2 separate regions of the Cricetulus griseus genome follow, and region 2 is linked to region 1. A link is a contact called in public Hi-C data. All regions are on one chromosome and are shown on one strand. The core of a region is the stretch at or near the end of the contact, and the rest is flanking DNA. Distances in the headings are between cores, read along the strand shown.

Region 1 (2,700 bases), core at 146-2,645:
TACATACCTCATTGGAGCCTCCTGTCTGTCACCCCTGCTCCCTGTCAGGACCTCTGTCTGCCACATTCTGTGTGACTCCCACTCCCCCACCCCCCATCTCTTTCCCCAGGTCTCCGTCCTGCTTTTCTAAGTCTCTCTCTCCCCCCACTACACTTCCTGTGCCTTTGTTTCAGCCAAGACAAGAGCCGCCCACCCCAGACTGTGCCCCACTCCCTCAGGCTGCCCCAGAGCCTCTCAGCCTCCACTCCTAATGCCTGGGTTCCTCTGCCTCCTCTCCTTCTGGAGGGAACCGTAAGGCCCTGCGCAGCCATCTCCGAATTTCCTTGTCCCCACACACATACAACAGTGGGTTGAGGAAGCTAGTTGATCCCAGCAGAGTGAGCCCCAGAGGGCTCAGCAACACCCACACATCCTCCAGCTGCAGTCGGGACCCCCACATGCCCAGGAACTTGAGCAGCAGCAGCAGGTGGAAGGGAAACCAAGAGATGAACAGCATGACTGCAGTGGCCCTTGGCGAGCTTAGCAACGGAGGCCTCCCTGAGACCCTGGCCAGCTGCAGCTGCTCCCGCACCACACTATGGAAGACACTCAGTACCCCCAGTGGCACCCCAAACCCAAACACCAGTTGATCCAGCTCAGGGCTCCAGGCTGAGGGGTCCTGGCCATGCCTAGGGGATTCCAGGGTCACTGTCCTGTTGAAAGGGTCACTGCAGCCATTTCGATCCCTCAAAGTTCCTAAGGCTCTCACAGCCAGGCCCAGCAGAAGGATCCAGAACCTACCAGCCCAGATAACTATTTGGCGGGCTATACGATGAGCCAGTGCCCAGGATGGTTGGAGCAAGGATGTACAGTGGTCAGCAGCCACATGAGTCAGCAGCCGGCCACTAGCACTGAAAGTCAAGAAGGCCAGACGTGGATCCAGGTGGCAGAAGGCAAGGCCCAGGGGCCAGCAGGTGTGGGTCCAGGTGAGGCTGAGAGGCAGGAGCCCCAGGAAGATGATGTCAGCAATGAGCTGGTGGCCAAACCAGGCTGCAGACAGAGAGACAGGAAGGAGGGATTCTCCAGCCTGAGCCAGCAGGCTGTGGCTGGCCATGTCCAGGAGGTAAGAGACAATTGCCACCAGAGAGTAAAGGAGAAAGAGAACTGCCCAGGGCAGGTACAGAATCTCCAGAGGCTGCTGCATCTCCACAGGGCTCTCCATGGCTGACTGGAGCTAGAGGGACAAACAAAGCCTCCACATCAGAGAGTCCACGCGCACACACATACACACTGTCCCAAGCCTCTCAGATGGGCACCTCAGGGACAGTCCCAGTGCCCCCAGATCCTGGTGTCATCCTCTCTTTTTTGTTTCTGGGACCTGCCACCAGTCTGCCATCTTGACAAATCATGCCTTCATGCCTTCATCACAGTGACCCAGCTCAGCCCTCCCCCTCCTCTCCAATGACCCCTCAGTCTGTTCTGATATGCAGGGCGGGGCTGACCTCCACACCCTCCCCTGTCCTGCATCTTCTATGTTTCCCCAGTGCTCCTGAGTCTAGGAAGGGAATATCCTACCTGGCACTCCCCTTCTCAGCTGTGCCCCCTCCTGTCTGTCCCTCACTCTCCAGGCCCTCCCCTCTTCCCTACCTCCTCAGTCCATTCTGAAGAACACAGACACTTCAAGTTCAAGGGCCAGTCAGTCAGGATGAAAAGCCACCAAGGCCATGAGGATTGGAGACCTGAGGGCTGTCCCATCCCTCAGTCCTCTGACTCTTGGGTGTCAACTCCAGATTTAGACTCAGGCCCACCACTTACTCCCACCCCTCATGCTCTGAGCTCACCGGTCAGTAGGTGTGGGATGTCTTTGGGACACCCAAGCAGCAGCTGGTGGTCTGGACTTCTCTTGACCCAAAGTTTAAATGCCTGGTGAGCTCACAAATAAAAGGAGTCAGACTTGGCTGGAAACCAGAGAGGCCACCCAGTCTGGGCCTCAGTTCCCCACTCTGAGAATGGAAGAAGGGCTTGTTCATCTCAGTACTCCCAGGTAGGGTCAGCGCCTCTCAGGGTTCTGTGCCTTGTGACTCTACCCACCTCACCAGCCTCCTGGCCAACACTTCCCTTCCTCTGCACTGTGGTTCCCAGAATAAGCCACATGCTTGCTTACACACACACACACACACACACACACACACACACACACACACACACACACATAGCCTGCTGGCTATTCTAACATTCTGGTATAGAATTTGGCATCATCTTGTTGCTGCAGATAACATACTCCTGTTCAAAACTTCACTGAGTGGCACCCAGGGCATAATGACACAGGCCTGTAATCCCAGTACTTGGAAGATCAGAAGTTCAAGATCACCCTTAACTACCTAGCAACTCTGAGGCCAGCCTGGCTACATAAGACCCCACCTAAAAAAAAAAAAAAAAAAAAGATAGTTGTCACAAAACCTAACAGTCTGAATGTGAGCACAGGAAATTACGAGTTGCCCTCTGACCTTCACACAAATACCACATGCTTTTACACCTCCCAAGTAAATAAATAAATACAATTTTAAGTTTAAATTTTGATCTTATGTTTATAAGTGTTTTGCCTGCCTGTATATCTTTGCACCACTTTTGAGTACCTAAATAGGGAGGATTGGAGGGCGTGGCTAGGCTTCGGTAGGAGGCAATGGTGTGGGTGGAGGAAGAGGAAGTGGGTTAGGCCAG
Region 2 (2,700 bases), core at 36-2,535, 72 kb after region 1:
TGGTGCTAAATATTCTGGGGTATTCTGCAAGGAATTGGCTTGAAGTAGAGCAGCTAGGTGCTCCTGTCCATATATTAGGATGAACAGGGAATGGCTGTAGCCTGCTGAGGGGGTAGAGTGATGATCCAGGATCTGAGGCTGTGCTGCAACCAACCTGAACAAGCGTAGAAATGAGTGCTATGATTTTAATTTTATTGGTTTTCTCTGTGTTGTATCCTACTAAGATGTACTGGTGACATATATAGCTTTAGAACTGACACTGTATTCAGGGGGAATTGGTGTTTATTTTTTCCAATGCTGGAGATGAAACTCAGGGCCTTTGTGCATGATCCATACCCTAGCGCCTCTCTGAGGGATTCTAGGCAGATACTCCAGCACTGAACCACACTCCAGCCCTTCACTGGGGAATTCTAGGCAGATACTCCAGCACTGAGCCATGCCCCAGCCTCTCACTGGGGGATTCTAAGCATATGCTCTAGAACTGAACCACACCCTAGACCCTCACTGGGGATTCTAGGCAAGGGCATTACTGCTAAGCCGTATCCCTAGCTCTCATCCCACGTTTTATCTTCAGACAGAGCCTCACGAAGTTGCTCAGGCTGATCTTAAGCTTTGACCCTCCTTTCTCAGCAACCCCCTCCCGTAGCTGAGCTGACAGGCTTGCATCATCAGGACTGGTAATTGGTGTGTGACCAGAGTGTACTGACAGCCTGTGTGTGACACACTTGAAACTTATCAAGGGATGCATCAGTCAGCACTGTCCACCGGAACTTGCAATAACGCAGGAATGTTCTGTGTCAGCACTGTCATCAGGAACATCACGTGGCCACCATAACTGAGGAACTGACACTTTAAGTTTAATTTTGATTAGTGTTGATTTAAAAAATAGCCATGTGCAGCTAGTGGCTAACAGACTGGATGGGTAATGTAAACACTGTTTTGATTGGTCCTCTGAAGGTATTCCTGTAGTAAAGGAGATGAGATGTGTTAATGCATCCACCCTTTTGACTTAGCACCTTGGCCTCCTGGGCTCTGTGGTACACCCTGTGTGTATAGCACAGCTTCTGAACTCCCTCACAGCCTCTTCAGGCAGGCCCCTGTGACAGACTTGGAAACTGCAGCACAAAAGGTTAAAATCATAGGTTCAAGGTCACAGACAGATAGGTTCAAGCTGCCAGCTAGAACCCAGGCAGGGCTGTGAGAATTGAGAGCCTCCTCTCCCACCCCACTGGGTGCCTGGTGCACCGTGGGCTCAGTAACAGCTCTGTTGAATGGATGGGTGGATGGATTCACGGAAGGATGAATGAGGAAAGAGTGGGCGGGAACAAGAGCACCCCAGGCTCTGAGGGGGCGTTGTGAGCATAAGTACAGACTGGATGGGGGTGGGGAACTGCCGAGAATGGCCTCCATGCAGGGGCTGGGGCACCCTGTGCCTGGGTGGGGCACCCACTCTGTACCTCATGAGCCCTCTCCTCCCCCATCCCTTCCTCCTGCCTCCTGCCAGTGATTACATCATCAAGGAGAAGACAGTCTTACTGCAGAAGAAGGACAGTGAGGGGTTCGGGTTCGTGCTACGGGGGGCCAAGGGTGAGTGCTGGCCGGGGAGGGGAAGGGAGAGCCTCTCTGACCCAAGAAGCAGGGCCTGCATAGGGAGGATGGAAAAAGAGAAGGGACCCCCCACACACACAAAGACCCTAAGCCCACCCATTGCCCCACCCTGGGGTGCTGGTCCCTCAGCTCCAGTGAGTCCTCTGTGACTTGGGTCTGAGCCCCATCCCCTGCTCGGCCTCTCCACCCCCTCCCCTCCGACCCCGCCGGCTCCTCCCCGTCTGCAGCGCAGACCCCCATCGAGGAATTCACCCCCACCCCGGCCTTCCCGGCGCTGCAGTACCTCGAGTCTGTGGACGAGGGTGGCGTGGCATGGCGGGCTGGACTACGGATGGGAGACTTCCTCATCGAGGTGAGCCCCAGCCACACTGTCCTCCTGGGGATCCTGGGGACAACCCCTGAGTCTGGTCACCCCTTCAGCCCATTTAGTCTATGGAGTCATCCCATAAGGCAACTCTTCCTGGACCCTTGAAAGGTACCCATATTAGTGTGATGGCTCATACCTGTCATTCCAACTAGCTATTCCAGGAAAACCGCCACTGTCACTAGTTCAAGGCTGGCCTGGGCTACATAGTGAGTTCCAGATCAGCCTGGGCCACAGAGTATACTGTACCTTAAAATAAAAATTAAAAAGTATTGTCCCCCAACATATGCAATACACGGACATGAAGGGTGTAGGGTGACTAGAGTGTACAGGTCAGTCCATTTGGGAACACAGGTTATAAGGATGAGAAAGGGTGTGGTAGGAGGTCATTCTGTTGGGGACTCTAGAGCTGAAAGTCTTCTACCCTTCCTTCATGACACAGGTGAACGGACAGAATGTAGTAAAGGTTGGCCACCGTCAGGTGGTCAATATGATCCGCCAGGGAGGCAACACACTGATGGTCAAGGTGGTGATGGTGACCAGACACCCAGACATGGACGAAGCCGTTCACAAAAAAGGTACTTCGCTGCTGTGCTTCAGCTGTGTAGTAGAGAGCTGGCCTGGCACACACAGAGCTCTGTGCTCCAGCCCCAAAGCTGCAGGGAGGGGCATCATGGTAGGAGGATCAGAAGTCCATGGCCATCCTGGGCTATCTAGTGAGTTTGAGC

The links. Hi-C and Micro-C count contacts between places; a contact is called where the count stands out from the background.
Region 2: a contact with region 1 is called in a Hi-C map of liver, with 3 times the contacts expected there. The contact joins the enhancer-like site here to the promoter of LOC103161573 in region 1. A contact is called at or near these places in 4 of 8 Hi-C or Micro-C datasets (the CHK-Q cell line, the CHO-K1 cell line and liver).

What each region holds. Positions count from the first base shown.
Region 1 is chr6:153,136,019-153,138,718 of CriGri-PICRH-1.0, forward strand. It overlaps LOC103161573 (formyl peptide receptor-related sequence 4), which reads right to left and starts at 1,396. Exons shown (of 1, transcript XM_035447014.1): 1 at 213-1,396. The coding sequence starts at 1,201. The coding sequence ends at 248.
Region 2 is chr6:153,208,471-153,211,170 of CriGri-PICRH-1.0, forward strand. It overlaps Shank1 (SH3 and multiple ankyrin repeat domains protein 1), which reads left to right. Exons shown (of 23, transcript XM_035446621.1): 15 at 1,505-1,587; 16 at 1,836-1,960; 17 at 2,415-2,550. Among named protein-coding and RNA genes, the nearest start is that of Shank1, 29 kb to the left of the region's middle. Within about 2 kb of position 1,286, at least 1 of the 6 cell types and tissues checked has open chromatin away from gene starts, as enhancers often do.